Regions from separate parts of the Macaca mulatta genome. Here region 2 is linked to region 1. The links are chromatin contacts, called in public Hi-C maps. All regions are on one chromosome and are shown on one strand. Each heading gives the region's core, a stretch centred on a gene start, on an enhancer-like site or on the middle of the called end of the contact. The rest is flanking DNA. Distances are from core to core; before and after follow the strand shown.

Region 1 (4,871 bases), core at 581-3,080:
TGTACTTCCAGAAGGCTATAATAATCCAAATAGAAAATTAATTCCACATGTTTTAATTTTCCACATAGCAAAGTCAATGTTAATCAATGTCATTTTTTTCTCTTTCTCCTTAACCATTCCACAAATCAGATGCACTGTATTTATATATTTAATAAGATTAACAAACTGACTAGAAGCTCCGGAGGAGTAAAGGAAGAAATCACTTGTATATTTTCCCATAACAAAAAGATAAAAGCAAGTACGACTTGTTAAATGAGAAGCTTTTGAAAAACCCAGCGTGATCAGCTTTTGATTTACCCCAGTCTGACAAGGAAGAGAGACCCCACCCCCACTCCAGATTGTATGGCTTTTTTTTTTTTTTTCCTTGGGTGGGGGTGTGGAGGAGAAGCTGTCACATTTCCATCTTCGGTTATTGTTAGTCCGCAGCCTAGATTCCCAAGCATCACTGATCCAGGGGAAAAATCCTAACGCAGACAACTAAAACTGTCTGAAATATGCAGGATTTTGTTGGGGCTCTTTTCCCAGTGTTAAAGTTAATTTCATCGAGGCTTAATCGGCTAGGGCTATTGATTGCCTCTGACAGTCTGTCCCTCAAACGCTCCCTCTAAAACCGCTTGTTCCAGATTTACTAACAATCCTCCCCTCTCCAAACTTAAATTAGGACAATGCATTTGTGAAATTATTACATCCAAAAAGGCATACCTCCCCATTCTCTTTGCCTTGGTGTGGGGAGTAGAAAGAGTGAAGAACAGAGATCTATTCGCCCTTCAAACAAAAAGAAATGGGGGTAGAGGATCAGTGGAGGAAAAGAGCAGTGGTGGACCTGAGTGAAAGGTTGAAAAAAGTTTTTGTGACTTGTTCGTCCTTCGGCAGGGGTACAGGAGATGGGCAGAAGGCGGGGTCTCGGCCCCAGGGCTCAGGCAAAGAGGCACCTGCGGAAGAGGAGGCTGAGCACCCGAGAGCGCCCGGGCGAGCACCTACCGACTTGCAGCACGTTCTCCACGGAGCCGCTGTCCAGCAGACGGATGCCCCGGCGGAAAGGGAGCCCCTCGCCACCGCAGCCGGCCGCGCCGGCCCCAGCGCCCAGCCCGGGGGATGCCCCAGCCGCGACGCCCCCGGGGGCGGAGCCGGCCGGAGCGGCGGCCCCGGGGGGTGGCGGCGGCCCCTCCTCGGCCGGTGAAGCCCCCGCGGCGCCGCCAGCCGCGCTGGCGCCGGGGCCGCCCCGGTACTGGAAGCTGGAGTACATGCAGATCTCCCGCTCATTCCGCGGGAAGGACCAGTAGACGATGCGGCGCTGCACGGGCTCCGGGATCCGCTCGAAGCGCTCCTCCACCCGTTCGTACGCCCACTTTTCCGCCACCGTCTTGGCGGCGCAGTCCAGTAAGGACTCCGGCTGCAGGTGGGGGCGGGCCCCGAGGACCAGGCAGCTGCTGCCGACGCCCCCTGCCCCTCCGCCGGCTGCCCCGGGTGAACCGCGAGGGTGGTGAGCCTGCGGGCTGGGCCACGAACACAGCCGCTTGGCCGGAGAGACCGGTGACGGGGAGAGCAGCTCCTCTTGCTCACCTCCGTCCGCCATTGCTGGGGACTGACTGACTGACTGAGGCGGCGGCAGCGGCTCGGGCTGCGGTGGAGACCCCGGCCACGGCCACGCGCCCCGCGCAAGCGCCCAGTGGCGGCGCCGAGGGGGGCGGGGCGAGAGAACCGGGAGCCCGCCGGCCCGAGTGGGGAACCTGGGCCGGGCCCGGGCGCGCGCCGCGAGGGCAGACGCTGGCGGCCTGCGGAGTAGCGTGAGGCGGCGCGCGCTGTCCGTGCCTCCGCGGACGCGAAGACAGGCGGGAGCGAGCGCGGGCCCGCGGCGCGCTTCAGGCGCAAACAGCCCAGAACGCGAGCCGAGCGCTCGCGCGGATCCGGCGGCCGCGGAGGGGAGAGGAGCGCCGGGCGCTCTCGCACGCCCGCCCGCGCACCCCCAACCCACCTGCCGCCGGCCAGACAGGAATGGACTGTGTGACCGAATGAAATGGCGGGGCCATAAGCCATCCAAGGAGCTGCCTCCGTGAAGTTATAGGCTCGCGGGGCACAAGGAGAAAAAACCAATCCAGCTCCAACGGTACTGATGTGACAGGAGGCTGTCACAGCCGAGCGGAAGATCTGGCAGAAAGACCCTGGGAAAGAAGACACTAGGGGAAAAAAATCAGAAAGTTCGAGTGATAAAAACTCGCCTTACGCTACAACAATGTAGGATAAAGCTGGCGGTCACCCCACCCCACCCCAGAATGGGACAAAGTCGCACCACCCCTTGACAATGGGGCACCAAGATCTTATCGCCACAGCGGCTGCATCCTTGTGGGGTCTTTTGGAGGGTTTAGCACCTTGCATCCTAGGATACAAAACACTTTGTGTGTGTGTTTTCTGGTAGAATTCTCTGATCCCCTACCTCCAATCTGATTTAGGTTTTTCATGTTTTCCTCACCTGGCTCAGTCTTCTACACCTTTACACAGTTGTATTTTTATATATTTGTTTAATGTCTGACTGTCAACTCCATGAGAGTGAGAATCATGTCTGTTTCCTTCACTATAATTTATCCTCTACCTGGCATTTAGTGGGTCCTCAAGAATGGCAACTTCATCACTAACTCCATAAACAACACGCAATTGTATGTGACTCTCTTGCTCGGTCAAGAAAACTCAGATTATTTCAGAATTTGCTGACAAACTGATCTCTACAACTTTAAAACATTCCAAGAATTGTATTAAAAGAGTTTCTATAGTTGAGTTTGCCTTTCAAAATGAGCAAGATTTAGAGTGTAGGATAAAGTAAGAGTAAGAAGAGAGTAAATGATTGGAGACAGGCTGGAGCCACGGTTTGGTTTTGCTGTAATCTCAGAATTAAAGAGCACAGGCTATAGAGTCAGAATTGGGTGTGAATCACACTTGCTGTGTGTGATGTTATTCATGATTCAGTTACATCATTTGTAAAAGGGAGCTAGTAATAATGCTTCTACACATAAATGTTGTAAGAATTAGAAATAATTCACTTTAAAAAGTTTTTTTAGAGACAGGATCTCACTCTGATGTCCAGTCCCGAGTGCAGTGGGGTGATCACTACAATCTCAAACTCTTGGGCTCAAACCATCCTCCCACCTCAGCCTCCAGAATGACTAGGATTACAGATGCACAGCACCACACCCAGTTAATTCTTTAAATTTTTTGTAGAGAGTAGGTCTCCCTATGTTGCCCCGGCTAGCTGGGATTAGAAGTAATTCACATTGTGTGCTTATTCAGTGTAGTGGGTACTCAATAAGTATCTGTTTAGGCCAGATGCAGTGGCGCATGCCTGTAATCCCAAGGCTTTGGGAGACCAAAGTGGGAGGATCCCTTGAGGCCAGGAGTTCTAGACCAGCCTGGGCAACAGAGCTGACTGGAGACCCCATCTCTACACAAGAGATAAAAAAAATAGCAGGGATTGGTGGCCTACACCCTGTAGTCCTAGCTACCCTGAAGGCTGATGGAGGAGGATTGCTTGAGCCCAGGAGTTCAAGGTTACAGTAAGCTATGATCATGCCACTGCACTCTAGCCTGGGCAACAGAGCAAGAACCTCTCTCAAAAAAAAAGAAAAAGAAATCTGTTTATATTGGTAAATGGATTTATATCTGTAAATATCTATAAATAGATCACTGCAAAATAGCATAATCCCTACTCCACCTTGAATCTGGTACCACATTTACAGGCTTCCATAACGCACATTATTTTCCCTGCTATAATTTATCAGTTTTTTGGGAGAATGAATATTCCTTTAATGCCTGTCTCCCTAACTAGACTATGAGCTATGGAAGGGCAGGAACCATTTCCATGTAAGGGCCTATTTCTACAACCTGCCAAAATGCCTACACATAGAAGATGTTCAGAAAATATTTGCACTTTGAATCAATAAATATGTTACTCTGATTTAATCAGTTACTGCCTTTTTTTTTTTTTTTTTTTGAGATGCAGTCTCACTCTGTCACACCCAGGTTGGAGTGCAGTGGCACAATCTTGGCTCACTGCAATTTCCGCCTCCTGGGTTCAAACGATTCTCTTGCCTCAGCCTCCTAAGTAGCTGGGACTACAGGCGCATATGCCAGCATGCCCAGCTAATTTTTGTATTTTTAGTAGAGATGGGGTTTTACCATATTGACCAGGCTGGTCTCAAACTCTGGCTTCAAGTGATCTGCCCGCTTCAGCCTCCCAAAGTGCTGGGATTACAAGTGTGAGCCATGGCGCCTAGCCTATATTTATGTGTTTATTTGCTTAATGTCTGTTTCCCAAAATAGACAATAAGCTCCGTGTTAGGTGGGCATGGTGGCTCATACCTGTAATTCCAGCACTTTGGGAGGCTGAGGTGGGTGGATCACTTGAGGCCAGGAATTCAAGACCAGCCTGGTCAACATGGTGAAACTCCATCTCTACCAAAAATACCAAAATTAGCTGGGCATGATGGCGGACATCTGTAATCCCAGCTACTCGGGAGGCTGAGGCAGGAGAATTGCTTGAACCTAGGAGGCGGAGGTTGCACTGAGCCAAGATTGTGCCACTGCCAGCCTGGGAGACACAGCGAGACCGCATCTCAAAAAATAAATAAATAAAAAATTTGAAAAATAAGCACATAAATATATAAATACAGATGGTAATAACATGTCAAATAAGACATTTGGGAATATGCAATATGTGGTTGGGAATAACAAGAATGATAGATTAATTGGACTATAAGTTCCTGGTAAGAAATAGTGGGAAAAGACTGCAAGAGAGACAGGAGACGTTGTGAAAAGATTTTAAAAGCGTTGTAAAATGCTAACTTGAGGAATCTGCATTTTCTTAAGTTGGTAGAGGGAAG
Region 2 (5,015 bases), core at 2,116-4,615, 200 kb before region 1:
TCAGGCCTTCAGAGACTGCTGGAGTCTCACTCAAACTTAGGCTTCCAAGCTGGGCTAGGCTTGGAACACACCCTACTTCCCTCCCCAGGCCAGTGTGCTCACTCGTCAATGCTCACGTCACTCAGCTTCTTCAGGTTGTCCCCTTCGCCCCCATAGACCACCACCCGCTTTGGCATAAAGTTGTCATCTGTGGTATCTACTGTAAGTAGCAGCTTCCTGAAAGGTCAGAGTGTGAACATGAGTCTTTGTGAACCCACAGGAATGTGGCTCACCCATCCTGTCCTGCCCAGAGCCTACTTACTTGACAATGGTGCCCTTCTTCATGGTAAGCCGTACCCAGTGCTGGCACTGGGACCCATCGCTCTCCCAGTAGGTATCGGCATTGCTGTCTGTCAGGCAGGATACATTGAACTCCTCCTGGGGAGGGGCAGAGAGGTGGAGTCAGTAGTTACCCTCCCTCGCTGAGCTGGGCTTGTGCTCTGGACCAGGAGGACCAGAGAGAAAGCAGAGTGAAGCTGGGCTAACAGGCAACTGGTATGGGATAGGGGGCCGCTGGGTATGTAGGGGTTCCTACAGACTTCCAAGATAGGGAGCTGAAGTGAGTGTGGCCCGTGGGGACCCTGTTTTGGTCCTGGCCTGGAGGTGGGGGTTCTTTCTGGATCTAGCCTTGAGGGGTGTGACTATATCTTGCCTGGGGTGGGAGGAGCCCCAGCACCCACCGTGTAGGAGGAAACGTCTATGCTCTCCACATACTGCTTCACGCTACCCAGGTTCTCATCCTCCTTGCCCAGGTGGTCATACAAGAAGTGGATCAGGTCCTCGTCGCACTCGTAGGTCCATGTCGGGGGTACATAGCTAAGCAACCCCAAGCCCCTAATTAGACTGGGCCCAGACGCAGAGCTCCTTCCTCCCCACCCCATTCCAGCTCACTCACAGTAGCCTTTGTACAGCTTCTGCGTATGCCTCTGCTGGCTGAGGTCTCGATCCCAGGCGATGTGAGTATGTCAGGTCCACCACCTGTTCCCACCTGTGGGCACAGAGTAGGGAGTGGGAAAGGGAGACATCAGCGGGCAGCAGGACACTACCTCCATGCCGTGTAGCCTTCTCCTGGGCTCTATCTCCCGGTCTCCAGACGCCCCACCCGAGCCCCCTTCATGTCCCGCCCCTTCCTGTTCTTAACCCTGCCTCCACTCCAGTATCCCACCCACCCCAGGGTGCGGCTGAAGTGTTCCCAAGCCGTCCTGGCCTGGCCTTCGGACAGCAAGCCCCGCTCCTTCAAGTGCAGGACCTGAGCACCGGCCGATAATCCACGCCAAAGAGCTGCTGCTGCCGCTGGAGGTGGTTGGGAGTGTCGATGGGTACCAGGCGGGCTCCGCCCTCCGCCGGGCGGCACACCAGCAGCCAGCCTTCCTGCAGCCCGCAGTCGCCCAGGTGCTCTGCCAGCTGCTCCTGCCGGGACGCGCCGGATGGGGACAGCCGTCAGGGAACTGCCCAGCCGCCTGTCCTACCCAGCCCAGGGCAAAGGGCACCGAACGCAATGCCAACTCAATACAGGGGAGGAAAGGGAAACAGCCAGAGGTTTCTCTGGCCCCGGGGGTCTTTTACCTGGTCCTGGGTGGGGAAGAGCTCACCTTTGTCAGCTTCACCCAGAGCCCGTGGCCGTTGCACAGCTCCTCGCCCGTGGTGCGCACGCAGGCGCCGCGCCGGAGCTCGATGCTGTCGCGGGCGGCGCGGAGGGGCCCGGAGCCGGTTCCGGGGGCTGGGCCTGCGGCGCCCACACGCAACCCCAGGCCCTCTGCCTCCCACACGGGCAGGAGCACGCGCGACGGTCCTGCCGGGTCCTTGTAAAGCTTGTAGAGCACCTCTTGCGGCACGAAAGCCAGCGCTGCCGGCAGCGGCCGCCCAGCGCGGAGGCTCCGCGCTGCCTCCGCCAAGAAGCGCACGCGGCCCAGCAGCTGCCGCGGGGACTCCAGCACCGCGCCCGGGCCAGGACCCGCCATGGCTAAGTGGCGGAGGTGAGCGCCTAAGGGCGATCCTACCCGGTGAACAGCTGGCGCGACCGCGGACGGAGCTTCCCACCACGCCCTGCCCCGCCTTTGGCCAGCCTTCGCCGTATGTTCTGGACTAAGCGCACCCAGCGCTCACCGTATTGCACTGTGTACTCCTACACCCAATCATATTACCTACCTCTGTGCCACCCTAACCCAGCCGACCAAACCCAAGATTGGTGATTTCTACCTGATCAATCTCCTTCTCTCCATTTCCTTGCTACTACCATTTTATCTCTACTGCTACTACCCTCATTCAATAACCGTTCTATCTGGCCTGGATCATTGCCAACATTTTTCTGGTTCTTCGGCCTGCTCTTTTTCCTCCCACTCCCAACGAATTTGCTGGACTCCCTATCCTTTTTTTTTTTTTTTTTTTTTTTTTTTTTGAGACGGAGTCTTGCTCTGTCGCCCAGGCTGGAGTGCAGTGGCCTGATCTCGGCTCACTACAAGCTCCGCCTCCCGGGTTCACGCCATTCTCCTGCCTCAGCCTCCCGAGTAGCTGGGACTACAGGCGCCCGCCACCTCGCCCGGCTAGTTTTTTGTATTTTTTAGTAGAGACGGGGTTTCACTGTGTTAGCCAGGATGGTCTCGATCTCCCGACCTCATGATCCGCCCGTCTCGGCCTCCCAAAGTGCTGGGATTACAGGCTTGAGCCACCGCGCCCGGCCGACTCCCTATCCTATAGGTGGTGTGACTAAAATGTTTGAGACAATGGCTCCTTCCCCTGCCACTGACAGGAGTCTTGAGTCATTCGGGTTCTGTTTGTCACTCCTAATCCCAAGGACACTGGTAATCGTTATTCATTTTAATGTGATTACTGATTTCTGTTTTCCCAGTCTTATAGCTTCTTAAAGACCGGGGCTGTCTTGAGCAGAGCTAACCTCTACACCTACTGTAGGTCCAGGCTCTTAGTAGGTAATGTAAGTATATGACGATTTCAGTTTCCTGAGCAGCCTGGTTCCATCATCCTCAGTATGCCTGGCTGAATAAGACTATTAGAATCATGAGTGGGACTTGAGCCAAGCCTCCGGATACCCAGACCGTCAGATGAGAACAAATTCCTCATGTCACCGTAACATACAGTTACAGCGGAGTTCTCTTTTCAGCGTTTGTTGTTGCGTCGCTACAGCGGACTTTACGGTGAAAAAAGGTAGGGGTCCTACGGGCAGCAGCCAGGGCAGCCCTGGAGCTGTCGCGGGAGTCTGATCATGTGATCTTCAACATGGCGACGCCCTTGATTCCCTACAGAAAGGGGCGGAGCCTGGACGGGGTGGGGGCAGGCTCACATTCAGGTTAACTTGCGAATTGAGCTCGCAGTTACAGACAGCTGACCATGGAAGCGAACGGGTTGGGGTGAGTTCTCCAGAGCACGCGGTGTGGCTAGTTGAGCTTCTGAGTCTTCCAACTCAGGACTCTATCCCTGTACTCCCCTTTCCCCACCTTGGAGATCTCTCAACCTGGACTCTGTTAGCTGGGATCCTGAATCCTAAAACCATGGATTTTTGAGACGTTCATCCCAGGGGCCTTAATTCAAGGGATGCCTCAGGATTTCCAACCAGGATCTCTATTCTGGGACCATCAACTCTCATCCCTCTTTATCCCCCAGCCTGGGGATCTCTCAGCCTCTGAACCAGCCCAGTGACATTCCCGTTTCTGAGACTCCGTAGTCCGAAGACCCCCAAACTATCCTTCCTGGGCCTTATTTCCTCCCCCTAGTCCCTCTAGTTGCTTCGAGCTTGGGAGAGTAGGGACTAAGTGGAGGGAAGAGGCCCCAGGGCGGGCCCTTCTAGAGTTTGTGCACCACCTGATAGGCAGAGAGGCGGCGGAACGGGCGGAAAGCCAGGGTTTGGGAGCTGGCCTGGAGGAGGTAGATAGCGGTCCTCGACTAAATCAGCCTTATGAATCCGCACTTTACCCAACCTCCAGCCTAGCATACTGACACCTACCCCTACCCCCACCTGATTACCAGACCTCAGGGTTTTCCGGAGCTGAAGAATGACACATTCCTGCGAGCAGCCTGGGGAGAGGAAACAGACTACACTCCCGTTTGGTGCATGCGCCAGGCAGGCCGTTACTTACCAGGTAAGAGTCAGGCCCTGGAAATCTAGATAAAACTCCGGAAGGCGAAAAGTTTTCAAGGGGCAGGGGAGGGCTCTGGAGGGCCTCAAGGCTAAGCCCCGTCTTCCCTCTGTATGCAGAGTTTAGGGAAACCCGGGCTGCCCAGGACTTTTTCAGCACTTGTCGCTCTCCTGAGGCCTGCTGTGAACTGACTCTGCAGGTGAGGGGTGCACAAAAGAGGGAAAGATTTATGCCTTCAGTCTGCCACCTAGCAACCCGTCTCCTGTTTCCTACAGCCACTGCGTCGCTTCCCTCTGGATGCTGCCATCATTTTCTCCGACATCCTTGTTGTACCCCAGGTACCTACTCAAATCTGATCCTGGAATATAATCCAAGGACCCCTTGAAAATCCTTCTATCAGTCCAGTCAAGGTTTACAATAAGCACTTATCCTAACTGGATCGAGGGAAAAACTAAGGTTGAAAGAGATGGAGTTTGGCAGTTTTATTCTCCTTTTCCTTCCTTCTGGAATGAGCTGAACAGAACCTTTCCTCCTGGATTCCATTTTGGGAACCCAGATGTTTTCTCCCCCTCCAGGCACTGGGCATGGAGGTGACCATGGTACCTGGCAAAGGACCCAGCTTCCCAGAGCCACTAAGAGAAGAGCAGGACCTAGAACGCCTACGGGATCCAGCAGTGGTAGCCTCTGAGCTAGGCTATGTGTTCCAAGCCATCACCCTTACCCGACAACGACTGGCTGGACGTGTGCCGCTGATTGGCTTTGCTGGTGCCCCAGTAATGTGGGACAGGGCAGGGACTGGCGGCGTGGGAAAATCACTCTGGCAGGTCTGGGGTAGACAAAGGAAGGGTCAGTCTGGCTTCTGTACATGTGACACCATCTTTCTAT

What was found. Hi-C and Micro-C count contacts between places; a contact is called where the count stands out from the background.
Region 2: a Hi-C map of CD4 T cells shows a contact between it and region 1, with 4 times the contacts expected there. The contact joins the promoter of UROD here to the promoter of ZSWIM5 in region 1. A contact is called at or near these places in 3 of 14 Hi-C or Micro-C datasets (CD4 T cells, fetal cortex germinal zone and fetal cortical plate).

The regions. Positions count from the first base shown.
Region 1 is chr1:195,414,061-195,418,931 of T2T-MMU8v2.0, reverse strand. ZSWIM5 (zinc finger SWIM-type containing 5) reads right to left here and starts at 1,830. Exons shown (of 14, transcript XM_015138173.3): 1 at 982-1,830. The coding sequence starts at 1,576.
Region 2 is chr1:195,613,776-195,618,790 of T2T-MMU8v2.0, reverse strand. It overlaps UROD (uroporphyrinogen decarboxylase), which reads left to right and starts at 3,365. Exons shown (of 9, transcript XM_077959671.1): 1 at 3,365-3,404; 2 at 4,021-4,133; 3 at 4,250-4,329; 4 at 4,706-4,903. The coding sequence starts at 3,385. It overlaps HECTD3 (HECT domain E3 ubiquitin protein ligase 3), which reads right to left and starts at 2,082. Exons shown (of 21, transcript NM_001257654.1): 1 at 1,632-2,082; 2 at 1,289-1,449; 3 at 935-1,027; 4 at 720-855; 5 at 302-417; 6 at 103-216. The coding sequence starts at 2,000.